Regions from separate parts of the Mus musculus genome. Here region 2 is linked to region 1. A link is a contact called in public promoter capture Hi-C data. All regions are on one chromosome and are shown on one strand. Each heading gives the region's core, a stretch centred on a gene start, on an enhancer-like site or on the middle of the called end of the contact. The rest is flanking DNA. Distances are from core to core; before and after follow the strand shown.

Region 1 (3,069 bases), core at 251-2,750:
CTCATTGTCCTTTTGCCGGGTGTATGGGTACAGGGTCACCACTGTGGGGCAAGAAGAGAACCTTGTGAGGTGTCCCCTCGGTCATGCACGCACCCGCCCACGGTGATACAGGAGCTGTAATACTAGGTCGTGCGTAGAGGGGCTTTGGAACAGTCAGGTACTACTCAATAGCAGGCCAGCTGCTCTTTCCCAGCAGGGTTCAGAACTCAGCTCATCCAAAAGGAAGGAGATGGAGAAAAAAGATAGGGTCGCCCGCACCTTGGTAGGGAAAGCAAATGCTTCCGGCTTGGAGAGTGAAGGCCAAAGCAACAGAAGCCAGAGAAACCTGCCAACGGATTCTGCTGCCTTTCAGTCCCAAGAGTTGCAAAGGTACCTTTCTCCAAGTAGCTAGCAGGGACCCAGCTGGGCTCATCTGGTCCAAAACCTGGTGGGGGCGGAGGCAGCAGCCCCAGTTCATCCCCCTCTAGAGCTGGGGGAGGAGGCAGGGGCAACTCTGCTTCTGGGAAGGAAGACAAAAGGGTTCGTGTAAAGGAAAGTGGGCCAACCCTGCAGCATCCTCAAGCTCTAACCAGTTCCTGTCATCACTCATAATGCCTCTAGCCAGACTCAGCACAGGGTAGACAGATCCTACGGGACAACACCTAGGCAGCTGGCTTAAGCTATAAAGGTTCCGTTAAGTGAGAAGCTTCAAAAACAGGGCTAGTGTAAAATAGTCTATCTACTGCTTCTCTGGGGTCCCTGAGGAGCACAGGGCTGAATGAGAGAGACTCAAAGTGAATACTGAGAAGGCAGGACCCATCTTACCCAGAGGGGGCTGGGACACCTCCAGCGGAGGGGGCGGCAAGAAGACCTCGGCAGACAACGGTGGAGGAGGCGGGGTTACAGGTGCTACAGGTGGAGGAGGCGGGGTTGCAGGCGCTACCTGTCCCTTGGACTGGGGGATCCCACTGGCACCTTCCGCACTGCTAAAAGACCAGATTATATGCTGATTAGGGACGGACGCCTTCTAGCCCAGCGTCCCAGAGGGGTCCCCAGACCTCATAGTAAGATCTGCATTAATTTTTCCCCCAGCTAGTGGTTTTTCGTTTTCTCAACCACAAGACTGCCTGGAGGCCACCTCTCAAAATCCACCTGCTGTCTACCCACCCACTAGACTCAAGTGCTCACCCTGCCGAGGCCAAGGAAGAGGCAGAGGAGGCAGCGGAGAGCTTGCCGTCTGGCACGGCTGGGAGCTGCACCGGCTCAGGGATCCGGGGTGGTCTCCTAGGGAGTGGAGTAGGGTGGTGTGAGGAGGGAGGGTTCTCTGCTGAGCAGAGTTTAGGGTTGAGGAAGGGCGACTGGCGGAGGGTGAAGCTGGGTGCCAGGCGCAGCAGCGTCAAGGCGCCAGGTGCTGAGGGTGAGGGGTGGAAGAAGCAGTTGAGAACCACGAGTGGCTGGGTAGGGCTGGTTGGCATGGCCTTGAGGCCTCACCCCAGCGTGGCGGAAACAGGTGTAGCAGGCGCCTTTATGCTCTTGCGAGACAGGGTCCCGGTCCGTGACAGCTGCGTGCTCAAGTCCTGAAGGGAGAACGATAGGGTTGATTGACATCTGGGACACGGGGAGGCATTCTTACCCACATCCCTGAGAGGAAATGGGGGAGGGGAGCGGAGGGCGAGAACTGGGAGGGCTAGCCAGACTCAGCAAGTTCCTACTTCCACTTCTCAGCCCTCCTCCCGTCCTAACCCTACCCCCACCCCTTAGGCCTGCAGCAGGTCCCCCAAAGCCGTCCCACAGAAAACAACCCGCAGCACAGACGCCGTCTGAAGGCCACTTCCTCTGCACAGCCACAGTGACTGAGTTGCCCTTTGCAACCCCACACTATCTCAAATTCTCAGGGATCTGGGTGGCTTGGTGGTCCTTAGCTCTGATTTAGCTTGTACTCCAGCGCGAGCTAAGGAGCCTCACATACGGGGGGGGGGGGGACTCCTTGTTTCCCAGAAACCTATGGAAGTGACCGTCCCCAAATTCAAGGCAGAGGGATGGCAGAAGCCAAGACACTTAGGAGAGTCTCAATGATGGGGTGCAATCCCAAAGCCAAGAGACACCTCTGAAACTGGGACTTCCCCCAGCGTGAGCAGGGGAGGGGATGGTGTGGGGGAGGTCATGTTCTCTGTCACCCTGCCCCACTAGAGGCAAGACGGGAATTACAGGATAAAGGATAAGTTGGAGGCTGGGTACATAGCTCAGGATGGAGCTTCTGCTGAGTTTATAGAAGGCCTGGGTTCCACCCAGGGCACCATCAAAAGAAAAACAAAAGATAAGAAGGCTGGACAGGAAAAAGGAACGGATAGAGAGAGCTGGGAACTGAAGGAAAGAGGTATTTTCTCTCCTGGGGGTCTGGCATAGTATCAAGGGGTTAAGACCCAGGAAAGCTTCTAATCTAATCTGACATGAAGCAGTTGGGCACAGTGTGATAAGGTCCCCTCCGCCAACTCTTTTTGTTGCTGCCTCCTGTCCCTATCAGCAGCATTCTGGAGTGACTTCTTAGAGCAATGACCTCAAACCCCCAGACAGAGGAAGTCGCTATTCTCATGTGGCTGAGGAGAGGTTCTCATGCGTGCCCTGACACCCTTCCCCCTCCTCCCCCTCTTCCCCTTCTCACACACACACACACACACACACACACACACACACACACACACACACACACCACACACACGACCCACTGTGGGGTGGGAGTGGGGGGTGGGGCCGGGACAGCTTATGATCTTCCAGGAGCAGTGTCTGAGTAGAGGGAAGTTAAGGACCTAGGGAGAGTGGAGTTTAGGCCACGTGTCCTGGAGTGTGGAGAGGAAGAAGGGGATGTGAGGTCGTACAAAAGCTTGGGGAAAGGCGAGACGAGAGGGAGCTAGCTGTACGGCAGGACAGGGTGGGCAGTGGGGGGTCAGCAGGGTTTCCCTTACCTTGACTCCGTGGCCAATGTCATCCAAGCAGGCAAAGTTGAGGGGTTTTCTGTGGTAGGGAGTGAGGGAAGGCAGGCTCTCAGGAGGGATGACTTTCTGGTTAGAGGGCAGCCGCACAACAGTGGCC
Region 2 (2,908 bases), core at 50-2,549, 2.2 Mb after region 1:
GGCCCCGGTCTTAGCCAGATCTCTCACCAGTGCCCGTGCTTCAATGTCTCCTCTGCTTTGAAAGGGAAACACCTGGCAGCCTTTAACTGGGATGCTTGTGGTAAGCAAAGACAAACAGAACCAACCCTTGGAAGCTCACCTCTGGCCTCCACAGACCCACCCAGGCACATATGACACACACCTTCATCCCATTCCTCTTGGTGGACAGAGCTAGAACAACACAGAATTGAAGACATGATCCACACAGTCCATCAGGGCTGATTCCATGTCAGCCCCAGGAAGGGAGCTGGGGTTGGGGCTGGGAGGCTTGACAGGGGCACAGAAGGTATTTGGAGAAATCACCCAGTGTTTGAGGCATGGCTGCCATCTGGTTCCTAGGGGAAGAAAGGCGTCCTGCTTTGTCACCCAGTTGCAGAATTGAAAGTGACATTCGGCAAGCTGGGGGCACACTGAGTGAACAGAACAGAACTGCGGTGGTGGCTGGAGAGGGCTCAGTTAGGAAGGGTTGAGAGTGGCTTTCTGCTCTTCCAGGGGAATAGAGTTTGGTTCCTGGCGTCCATGGAGGTCAGGGGATCCAGCATTCTCTTCTGGCCTCCATGCTGTTTGTGCAAGCGCATGCACACACGCACATGCGCGAGTGCACACACACACACACACACACACACACACACACACACACGTGCACACACACACACACTTCTCTGAGAAGATTTGATTTAGAAGGAAGCCTAGACAGCCACTATGGAAGCTAAAACAAGATTTAGGATATTGGACTGAAACCACAAGCCCATCCTGGGCCAAAGTGGCCTCAGTTTAACCCAGCCTATTTCAGGATAGTGATCCTTGCTGGGGAGTGGTGGCACACGCCTTTAATTCCAGCACTTGGGGTTGAGGCCAGTCTACAGAGTGAGTTCCAGAACTACACAGAGAAACCCTGTCTTGAAAAAAAAAAAAATCCTAGCAACCACATGGTGGCTCACAACCATCTGTAATGGGATCTGATGCTCTCTCCTGGTGCATGTCTGAAGACAGTGACACTGTATTCATATCAATTAAAAAAAAGGGGGGGGACAGTGAACCTTTGGGCTGACCTGGGATCTGTGGCCTGCCCCCCTTCTGTCACAGAGGCAGTATCCACCAGAGTTGGAAGAAGCTAGTCAGAGAAGCAGTGAGGGAAAGGAAATCAGTTAGGAGGGAATCCCCCTGCCTCAGCTTCTGAGTCCCAGAAGTGGTGGCAGCACCAAGCTGGCTGATGTCATGGCTGTTAAAGTCCTCACGTGTCCACACCCACGAGCTTGCTGATCCGGCAGTCTAAGTGGGTAGAGGGCGTGGTTACCTAAAAACAAGACTTCCTCCCCATCTCTACTATCTGTGCCGGCTAGAAATACCTACCTAAGTTCTGAGCAAATGCAGTTGTAGGCAGCTGGTGCAGGAAGAGACGTATTTGGACACCTGCTTCCTCCATCTCAACCCCCTAACCCCTACTCTTTCCAAAATCAGGGTTTCCTGGAGCAGAAGAATTATGAACTTGGGGATCACAGGCAGCACATAATGATATTTGTGGAGGCTGGTAAAGTTGCCCCCCCACACACACACACACCCCGCTGGACTCCTCTAGGGGTCAGTGGCTGCCTTCCTCTATGGCCTGAACTGAGGTTTCCTCCCAGGTGGATATCAGCGGCATCATCTATCTGCAGGGAAGACCGTGTCTAGCCATGACCATTTACAGTCCTTCAGAACAAAACTTAGAAGGCCTGCTGTGACCTGCTCCTGCCAAGCTGCTCTGGCCACCAGCTGTCACCATGTTGTGTTAGTCAGGAGCCACTAGCATGTCATGCATGTCCCCTCTCTCCTCTGCACTAGGAACTTCCTCCCTCTTCTCTGCCTCGGGTTAACTTAACCATGTTCCCAGGTTTCAAGGGAGCTTCACCTCCCTCTCAAAGCCTTCTCTGACCTCTCTGGTTAAGGAACTGGTGTTCCCGGTACTGACTGCTCCCCCACAGCAAGAAACTTGGAGCGCTATCTGTGGTTTCCAGTTTGACTTGTGCCTACCACAGAGGAGATCTTTAATAAATGCTGGCTCCACACCTAAACATAGACGTGAATGATCGATTACCATGCAAAGGTAGTGGGGAGGATGGGAGGCAGAGCAGGGCTCTCAACAACTCTACTATCAGTTCCCCAAGGGACTCTGCCCCTGGGCTGCCCAGATCCCTGTCTGTGATCTGCTGGCTTATCTGGAGGCCATCAGGGGTCCGATGTCAGACTGACCCTTAAACACAAACTATGAACAGAAGCACTCAGGCAGGGGACCCAGATGTTCAAGTCTTCTAGAGCTGTCACCTCAAAAACAAGACCTAGGAAGGCAAGGAAGCTTTGCAGGTGCTGTGTGAGGCAGGACAACAGCTATGAGAGCCCACATCCTGGCAGCTGGTGACGAGGAGGGGCCTGCCACCTGCTTATTTTGTTCTCACATGTCTCAGGGGGCCTGGTCTCTCCAACCTCTTCACACCAGCGGAAAACCTCCCCGGCTCCAAAGCTCTCAGGACCCGTGTGATAGCACATCTGTAACTTTTGCAATCACACTCAGGAGGGTGAGGCAGGAGAGTTGCTATGAGTTTGAGTCCCACCTCAGCTGCATGAGTCCCAGGTCAGTCAAGAGTTACATTGTAAACCTGTCCCAAAATAAAACTTCCTGGCATGCTGGTTCACCCACTGCTGTGATCCCAGCATCTGGGGATGCTGAATAAATCCCAGTGTAGCTGGAGATACATGGTTACCCTTGTCTACTGAGTGTACTGAGTGACACCCTGTCTCGGGAGGAGGTGAACAAATAACCCCCCCCACCACCACCACACACACACACACCAAGCTGGGTGCTAAGTGTGTGGTGTCTTTAATCCCAGCA

What was found. Promoter capture Hi-C pulls out the DNA fragments that hold promoters and counts their contacts.
Region 2: a contact with region 1 is called in a promoter capture Hi-C map of pre-B cells, with 5 times the contacts expected there. The contact joins two enhancer-like sites. A contact is called at or near these places in 2 of 39 promoter capture datasets (the C10 cell line and pre-B cells) and 1 of 115 datasets of contacts at active chromatin or transcription factors (bone marrow-derived dendritic cells).

Annotation. Positions count from the first base shown.
Region 1 is chr11:95,832,836-95,835,904 of GRCm38.p6, forward strand. Abi3 (ABI gene family, member 3) reads right to left here. Exons shown (of 8, transcript NM_025659.4): 3 at 2,943-3,069; 4 at 1,471-1,556; 5 at 1,168-1,263; 6 at 805-965; 7 at 374-499; 8 at 1-41. Among named protein-coding and RNA genes, the nearest start is that of Abi3, 8.1 kb to the right of the region's middle. Within about 2 kb of position 1,501, at least 156 of the 459 cell types and tissues checked have an H3K27ac peak or open chromatin away from gene starts, as enhancers often do. A contact at or near this core is called in bone marrow-derived dendritic cells and pre-B cells, where this site is marked.
Region 2 is chr11:97,998,147-98,001,054 of GRCm38.p6, forward strand. No RefSeq gene overlaps it. Among named protein-coding and RNA genes, the nearest start is that of Arl5c, 3.4 kb to the left of the region's middle. Within about 2 kb of position 1,300, at least 88 of the 459 cell types and tissues checked have an H3K27ac peak or open chromatin away from gene starts, as enhancers often do. A contact at or near this core is called in bone marrow-derived dendritic cells and pre-B cells, where this site is marked.